Regions from separate parts of the Arabidopsis thaliana genome. Here region 2 is linked to region 1. A link is a contact called in public capture Hi-C data. All regions are on one chromosome and are shown on one strand. The core of a region is the stretch at or near the end of the contact, and the rest is flanking DNA. Distances in the headings are between cores, read along the strand shown.

Region 1 (4,114 bases), core at 924-3,423:
ATATATGTTAAACTCTATACTTATCAGGTAGTTATTATTCAGCCCACCAGAACATCTGTTCTCATCTTTTGAAATACAATGAGTTAATCAACATTGTTTCCATGATTTCTTCCTTCTGTTGTGGGTGCAGATTTGCAGAGCTTTGGCTTATATTCATGGTGGAGTAGGAGTCTGCCACAGAGACATAAAACCACAGAATCTTCTGGTTCGTATCCTTAGTTGATTTTATTCATAACATTTTATTGGTCTACATGCTTCTGCTTGATCAATCTTGTGCTTCTCGTAGGTTAATCCTCATACGCATCAGGTCAAACTATGCGATTTTGGTAGCGCAAAAGTTCTGGTATAGCATTTGTAAAGAGACATGTTGATTTGTTTTCATATTGAAAAGTTTGCACTTTTTATGGTGCTATGCAATGTTAACTAGTCCTAACTATTTTAGCTTTGCCCCTCTGTAACAGGTTAAAGGCGAGCCAAACATCTCATACATCTGCTCCCGTTACTATCGAGCACCTGAACTTATATTTGGAGCTACAGAATATACAACAACAATTGACATATGGTCTGCAGGCTGTGTTCTTGCTGAATTGCTTCTGGGACAGGTAATATGACTGTCCAAACTTTCCTCCATTTATCTTTTACAAATGATTTGATTTACCGAATGATGTCTAAAGTTATATATTACCAATCTTTGGCTTGTCCAACTTTTGGTTAGCCTCTATTTCCAGGTGAGAGTGGAGTTGACCAGCTAGTTGAGATAATAAAGGTACTTCAATTTGGTTAAACAAACACACATAATCCTAGCCATTGCTATATTGAACATAGAGTGGATCATTGATTATATGGAATGAAGAGGCTCCATTTCCTGCTATTGATTGCCATCATTTTGTTTACTGTGTGTGTTACAGGTTCTTGGAACACCAACACGGGAGGAAATCAAATGCATGAATCCAAACTACACAGAATTCAAATTCCCGCAAATAAAGGCTCATCCTTGGCACAAAGTAAGCAAACACATCATCAGTTTTTCCTTAACATTGATCTCCATATATTCTTACGATTGAAAAATCTGTTGTTGGTTCTTAAGATATTCCATAAGCGTACACCTCCAGAAGCTGTAGACCTTGTCTCAAGACTTCTCCAGTATTCTCCAAACCTCAGATCAACCGCTGTAAGTCAATGAAGTGATTACCATAATAACATTATGTTTGATATATCTGGTTGGTTGATTCAAACTTACTTGTTATTGTAGATGGAGGCGATAGTTCACCCGTTCTTCGATGAGCTACGTGATCCCAATACACGTCTTCCTAATGGTCGTGCCTTGCCTCCTCTCTTCAACTTTAAACCTCAAGGTCTGTCTCCTCCAAATATGCTTTTGTTTGTTTCCCAATGCTCCGTTTTAACAAAGACTAAAAGTGTGTGCTTCTTGTTAAATATGTAGAGCTAAAAGGAGCAAGTTTAGAGTTGTTGTCCAAGCTTATACCTGACCACGCCCGAAAACAATGTTCCTTCCTCGCTCTCTAAATCTCTTCCTCTCTCTCTATATATATGTGTGTGTGTGTGTATGTACACATGCATATAATATGCTTATCGTTTCTAAGTAATGGAGATAGCTTCTCAGGATTATCATTAGCTTTCATCTTTCATGTATCTTTGTTGTTTATTGTCTTATCACAACCTTTGTACTTTATTACATACAATGATTAGTGTAATGTATGTGACGGTCTTTGACTCGCCGGTCGCTACAGTTATGTTGGATACTAAATTATAAAATAAACTTCTCGCTCGTCACGTGTCATTGCATGCATCCAAAGCTCATGCTTCAAAGCTTAGCCAAACTTATTTTTAAAAAAGCCTATGTTCTGTGTAAAAGTGTCATTTACGAGAGTTTCTTGTTTAAGTTTAACCAATTTCACTTCCTCAAACGAAATACGGTAATTGGTAATATCCTCTAAACATGAATTATCATTGACTATAAAAATTAGTTTCGCAAATTGCCTCTAAGCACCACAAGTGTCACGTAACGTGTCATTTATTCATGTTTATTGATTTAGTTAATTAAAAACATTGTAGTTTAATTATTGAAGTAGTACAAAGAATAGGGACTAAATTGCAATACTCTGAATTTGTTTTTTTCTTTTTTAGAATCATCCGACTTTTTGTTTCACGGTTTCCTCCTCCAGTAAACTGACGACGATACAAGCTCTCTCACCAACGGCGACAGTATCTTTGCCGGCGGCGGGAGCGCTTCTGCTTAATCTGTAGCTCAAACTAAAAATTCTCTGGGTATTACTCATGGTGATTTGGAATAACGATGATGATGATTTTTTGGAGATTGATAACTTTCAATCTTCTCCACGGTCATCTCCAATACATGCAATGCAGTGTAGGGTCGAAAATCTAGCTGGTGTAGCCGTGGTAAGTGATCCAATCCAACAGTCATAAGTTTATGCCTAAGCAGAATCATTGCTTATGTGAATTTTTGTTTTGTTTCAGACAACTAGTTCTTTGAGCTCTCCTACTGAGACAACTGATTTAGTTCAGATGGGCTTCTCAGACGAGGTTTTTGCTACATTGTTTGACATGGGATTTCCTGTTGAGATGATTTCTAGAGCGATCAAGGAAACTGGTGAGGCTTTTTTCTCTTGTTTGTATTCCTTTCTGGATATATATGATCCGTAACTTGATACCAATAATTATACAGGACCAAATGTAGAAACTTCGGTTATAATTGATACTATCTCCAAATACTCAGTGAGTTTCTAATACTTTGATCTCTTGGGTTGCTTGTCATTTACATGTGCTTCTGTCATCACAGTATTCATATCCTCTCCTTTGTTTATTTGTGAAGAGCGACTGTGAAGCTGGTTCTTCCAAGTCCAAGGCTATTGATCATTTCCTTGCTATGGGATTTGATGAAGAAAAAGTTGTCAAAGCCATTCAAGAACATGGTACTTACAGATTTCTCTCCTCCTTAAGTAAGAAGTAACACTTTATCACTTTGCTGATATTTGCTTTATAAATCGCAGGAGAAGACAATATGGAAGCAATTGCAAATGCATTGCTCTCTTGTCCAGTAAGCGATGTTACGAAAATATACTGTCTCTTGACATTAAAAAAATAGTACTTAAAGTTCGTTGATGGTTTGTAGGAGGCTAAGAAACTGCCAGCAGCAGTAGAGGAAGAAGATGGCATTGACTGGTCATCAAGTGATGATGATACCAATTACACCGATATGTTAAACTCAGATGATGAGGTATAACTCTTTCATGTTGGTGATAACATATTTAAGCATCCCAGGTTTGAATTGTAAATGTATCTCACTGCTATTTTGTATATGTATCTAATTTTATGCGTTCTTAATCTATTTTAAATCATGACAGAAAGATCCAAACTCAAATGAAAATGGCAGCAAAATACGGTCTTTGGTGAAGATGGGTTTCTCAGAGCTTGAAGCTTCTTTAGCTGTCGAGAGATGTGGTAACTTTATTTTAAACGATTGCCATTGTCATTAAATTTTAGTTCCGTTTTGTTCAGGTTTCTTCTAGACAACGTCGTATAAATTGCTTGGTTTAGCCTCTGATTTAGTGGTGTAGGCCTTAGATGTGTTTGCTGAGCATTTTGATTGTATTTCACTAATCGAAAGTTGTCATTAGTTCTGTCTTAGCTTCTGGTTCTGTGATGTACGCCTTAGATATGTTTGTAGAGAATGTGATCGTATTTCACAAAATGATAAAAGTTGTCAGTACTTGATAAAATTGTATGTTCACTAGTTCCTTTTTATTCAGGTTTCTTCTAGAGGAAGTGGCATAAGCCAAATTGCTTAGTTTTAGTGTAATGTGATAGTCAAATTGTGGCTTTAGCCTCTGGTTCTGTGATTTAGGCTTGAAATGTGTTTGCTGAGCATTGTGATTGTATTTCACTAAATGATACAGTTGTCAGATGTTAATATATATCTCTTACTTACTCTAAGTATGTTGCTGCCTTATCCAGACTCATATGATTGTAATTTCAGGAGAAAATGTGGATATTGCAGAGCTCACAGACTTCCTTTGTGCTGCTCAAATGGCTAGGGAATTTAGTGAGTTTTACACTGAACATGAAGAACAAA
Region 2 (4,114 bases), core at 914-3,413, 50 kb before region 1:
TGAAGCAAGCAATGTCACCTTCGATATAAAGCGTACTACCTGAAGAAACATGAGTTTTTTTTACATTACAATCTAAGATATAAGGTGAATGATCAAACCACCAGAAACAAGATCTTTGTGTACCTCATTAGTTTTGATATTCAAAGTGTCCACACCATGACAAACTGTGTTCAAGCCATCCTGTTAAGATACAAAAAGATATGATCTGATAAGCCAATTGATCATATATGCACATGTGTTTTTCAAGGGTGTGAAGTGGAACCTGAGAAGTGAGCAGATCGATTGCAAAATGGTGTTTGAAGACAGATATGTTGGGATCATTAAGTACAGCTTCAAGTAAAGCTCTCTCAATCTCTCTTCCTGTCATATCAGCAGCGTGAACGATCCTACAATGCGAGTGACCACCCTCTCTGGCCAAATGCAAATTTCCATCCTCGCCGTGATCAAATGATGCTCCCATTGCAATCAGTTCACGAATCCTTTCAGGCCCTTCAGTACACACAACCTGAAAAAGAACATTCAGATACAGAAAAGTGAGACAGGTTTAGACCATTACAAAATGCTTATGCACGAGACTAACACAAGCACTTATCAAACAGTTTTGAGGTAATGATCAGCAACAAAGGGAACTTACTCTTACGGTTTCTTCATCACAAAGATGAGCACCAGCGACCATAGTGTCCCGCATATGACTTTCAACAGAATCCAAAGGGCATAACACAGCACTAACACCACCTTGAGCATAGTTTGTGTTACTCTCATGAGGCTCATCTTTGGTAATCACTGCGACTGTTCCTTGCTTTGCAACTTCTAAAGCATAACGCAGACCCGCTACTCCACTACCAATCACAGTGAAATCATAATACTTTGTTGAAGAAGATACCGAAACAGCCCTGATAGGTTTTGAGGTCTCACTGATGGGGGAAATACCACGAGAGTAACAACCACATCTCTCAGCTTTTAGAGCCTTAAATACCCCACTTGACCTATATGCACACAGAGATTATAAAAGTTTGAGTCCAGCATGAGAAACTATAGGTCTAACTAGTTAAAGTTCTACATGAGAACAAAGAGCAAAATCATAAATGAGAAACATGAACCTCAAAATGCCAATTGCTACACAAAAGGGACAAAATTTGGGATTAAAGATTAAAAGAAGTGATACCAAGAGGGCTCTTTGAATGGATTTGCCATGAAAGTAGAAGCAGAACTCCATGAAAAAGCTTGTCCCCTGTAAACCTGCCCCGCAAGATAGAAATTATGAATGTTTCCAGTAGAAACATGAGCCGCCATTTCCGACCTTAAAGCTCCTACAAAAACATGAAGATTGTTGTCATAAGAAAACATCATCAAAACAAAACAAGAAACATTCTTTCTGTACAATATAAAATCAAAATGCATAGATCCATCATCCATGATGCTCAAAATCCAAAATTTGATTGAAGAACGATGAGAATTGAGGACAATGTGTTACTCAAAATCCAACAATAACCTTTTTTATATCGAAACTTCTGAAATGAACAACGATAGAAAAAAAGACATAAGAAATATCGCAACCGTTGTCTGAATTCTGGAATTTAGGAGCAGAGGAAAGAATTAAAAAAAAATGTGTAGACTAGATCACACAAAATTCAGAATCTACGTTGAAATGAAACCAAGTAATGAGAAACGCAGAAATCTTACGGAATCACGGGAGGGAGCTCTCTGATCTAAGCACGAAACGGAGAACCCACGCGAGTGTAGATCAATAAAACGTGATTCAGACTTGATTAAAAAAACGACTTTTCGCAAAGAAACAATCAAAATTACGACGAAGAAGAAGAAGAAGAGGAGAAGGAAATGAACGAAGACAACACAAATTCTGGTAAGAGTGTTTTATGTGGTTTGGTCGTCGAGAAGAGTCCTTGAAATTCGCGCCTTCGTTTTGTGTATGGGAGCCTCCCCCAAGTGGTGTTGTTGGTCTTTCTTTATTCTTCTCTTTTGTCACTTTTTATGTCTTTGGGATCTTCATTTTTCATTGGCCTTCTTCAGTTTTTCTTTTATCACATAAAAAAAAAAGTACTTCTATGAAATAAACTTTTAATAAAAAATGGAATTTATTACTGAGTTAAAAAAAATTGGAATTTATTACTAGGCGTGGATTTTTAAAAAATTAGTGTATAAGATGATAATTTACTTATAGAATATTTCCCAGCTTTCTTCTACAAATATACACATTAATAAAGCCATTGACCCTACAAATATTCAAGTTTATTAGCCCTGTGGTTCATAATTTTTTAATATTAAGAACATTTATATATAAATAACAACGGTAGCTCAAGATGTGTGACCATGATTTTCCAAAACTAAAACTAAAAAAATAAATAAAGCAAATTAAATTTAAAAGAATTCTAACAACTTGTATAGAACTTTAAATATGTGTTCATACATGCACCAAGCATGACCGACTAGAAGAATCATGGAAAAAGAACATTCACTTTTCCATGACTCGTGGCCAATGCAAATCTCCAACGGCCACAACTATTTATTTCTATAACTATAATTTCTGGAAAAAGAAAAAAAAAATGGAGAAAAACTATTTGGATTTTGGAGTCTTCTTTTGAGTCTTTTTTTATACTTTTGATTTGTAAGTGGTGGCTTCTGAATTTTCCATCAGACAACTGAAAAAAACCTAACGAATAATAAAAATCAATAATATAAGACCGAATTATGATAACCATTCAAATGACAACTGAAAGAAAACAAATTAATTAAATAATAAAATTTCAAAAACCACGAATGCAATTTAAAAGGGAAAATGTTGGCATTTTTATGGCTATCATAATTTCCTTCTTTTCTAACTAAACATAGTGCTAATGGTTTGCTTAACTAATCAGGTATAACATCCACAATTGATGACATCCTCATTTGCTTCTATCGGAATAAACTGATTATCATTTGCTTCATCATCTTTAGACCTATGCTATTTTGGACCAGTCATGGTGTTGATGTATGCATCAAGGATGGCCTTATAACTAGAATCATGGGGAAAAAAGAACAATCACTTTTCCATGAGCCTTGCTAAATCTCCAATGGCCACAATTATTTTATTTTCTACAAAACTTACTGGAAATCACTTTGAGTCTTTTAGTTTTGACTACCGTTTTTAAGGGGAGAGATGACTTCTTCTGGATTTTTTATCGGACAACAAAAACGAATAATTAAAATTGGGCTTTTGAAAGGCGGGCCCAATACTGACCTAAGATTTTGCATGGAAATAAGCCCTGGATTTTCCAGAGGCCTAAATTAAACCCGAATCATCATGCAATTAGAATTGTTCAGCCCATAAATTTTTAATTTTTTCACACACATGAGCCGATGGCATTTCGTTGTGCTTCTTACTGAATTTCACGTCACGACTAAAACCTAGAAAATCAGCGAAACACATTAGCAAATACTAATGTTCGTCTCGTAGTTAGTCAATATCTTATTGGTAAAACTCGCACATATGTAAAAGAGCAGTGTCCTAGTTGTTCCTTCTAATGATATAAGATCATTTCCGCAAATCAAATTGCAGTTTCACCACGTAAATTAATGATAGAACCTCAACAATATAATTAGTATCAATAAGAATTAGCTATATTTATCATATTATATAATTAACATAAATAAAGTCTATTTAAATATATCATTTAGTTCGTAGCATAAATCATTACATGATTTTGAAAAGATGGTAAACTTGTGAATCACAAATTCCTTGGCCATGTATAGAATATCAAACCTGATATTAGAATCAAACAAAATTAAATGATAAGATTGTGAATAAATGAGTGTTAGGTACTTAGGTCCATCAAATTCCTCAATCATACATTCTACGACATAATTAATTATAACATTTATATGTAAAAATACACACTCCTCTTATATAGTTATGACAATAAAATGTTGTATATAAAATTACTACCCCTCTTATATATTGCCTCAACTTCCAGCGTTAAGAGTTTAATATGTCTAGAATTTTAAATGTGCCAGCTATATCAAAATATCATTGCCTCTGTTTTTCTTTCATTAGGAAGAAATATTTTTTTTAAAAAAACCATGTACAAGTATCATTGGATATGTGATATGCCCAAAT

Evidence for each region. Capture Hi-C pulls out chosen DNA fragments and counts their contacts.
Region 2: a capture Hi-C map of seedling shows a contact between it and region 1, with 1.7 times the contacts expected there. The contact joins the promoter of AO here to the promoter of DRM2 in region 1. A contact is called at or near these places in 8 of 26 Hi-C or Micro-C datasets (callus, cotyledon, leaf and 3 more), 1 of 2 datasets of contacts at active chromatin or transcription factors (shoot) and 2 of 3 other capture datasets (seedling and shoot).

The regions. Positions count from the first base shown.
Region 1 is chr5:4,716,763-4,720,876 of TAIR10.1, reverse strand. It overlaps DRM2 (domains rearranged methyltransferase 2), which reads left to right and starts at 2,173. Exons shown (of 10, transcript NM_121466.3): 1 at 2,173-2,421; 2 at 2,500-2,632; 3 at 2,708-2,757; 4 at 2,855-2,954; 5 at 3,033-3,079; 6 at 3,155-3,259; 7 at 3,387-3,483; 8 at 4,019-4,114. The coding sequence starts at 2,299. It overlaps SK13 (shaggy-like kinase 13), which reads left to right. Exons shown (of 13, transcript NM_121468.4): 5 at 1-27; 6 at 131-205; 7 at 287-343; 8 at 462-602; 9 at 716-766; 10 at 909-1,004; 11 at 1,088-1,171; 12 at 1,253-1,355; 13 at 1,445-1,883. The coding sequence ends at 1,527.
Region 2 is chr5:4,766,312-4,770,425 of TAIR10.1, reverse strand. AO (L-aspartate oxidase) reads right to left here and starts at 2,163. Exons shown (of 8, transcript NM_121480.4): 1 at 1,684-2,163; 2 at 1,166-1,310; 3 at 635-986; 4 at 263-505; 5 at 124-180; 6 at 1-39. The coding sequence starts at 1,293.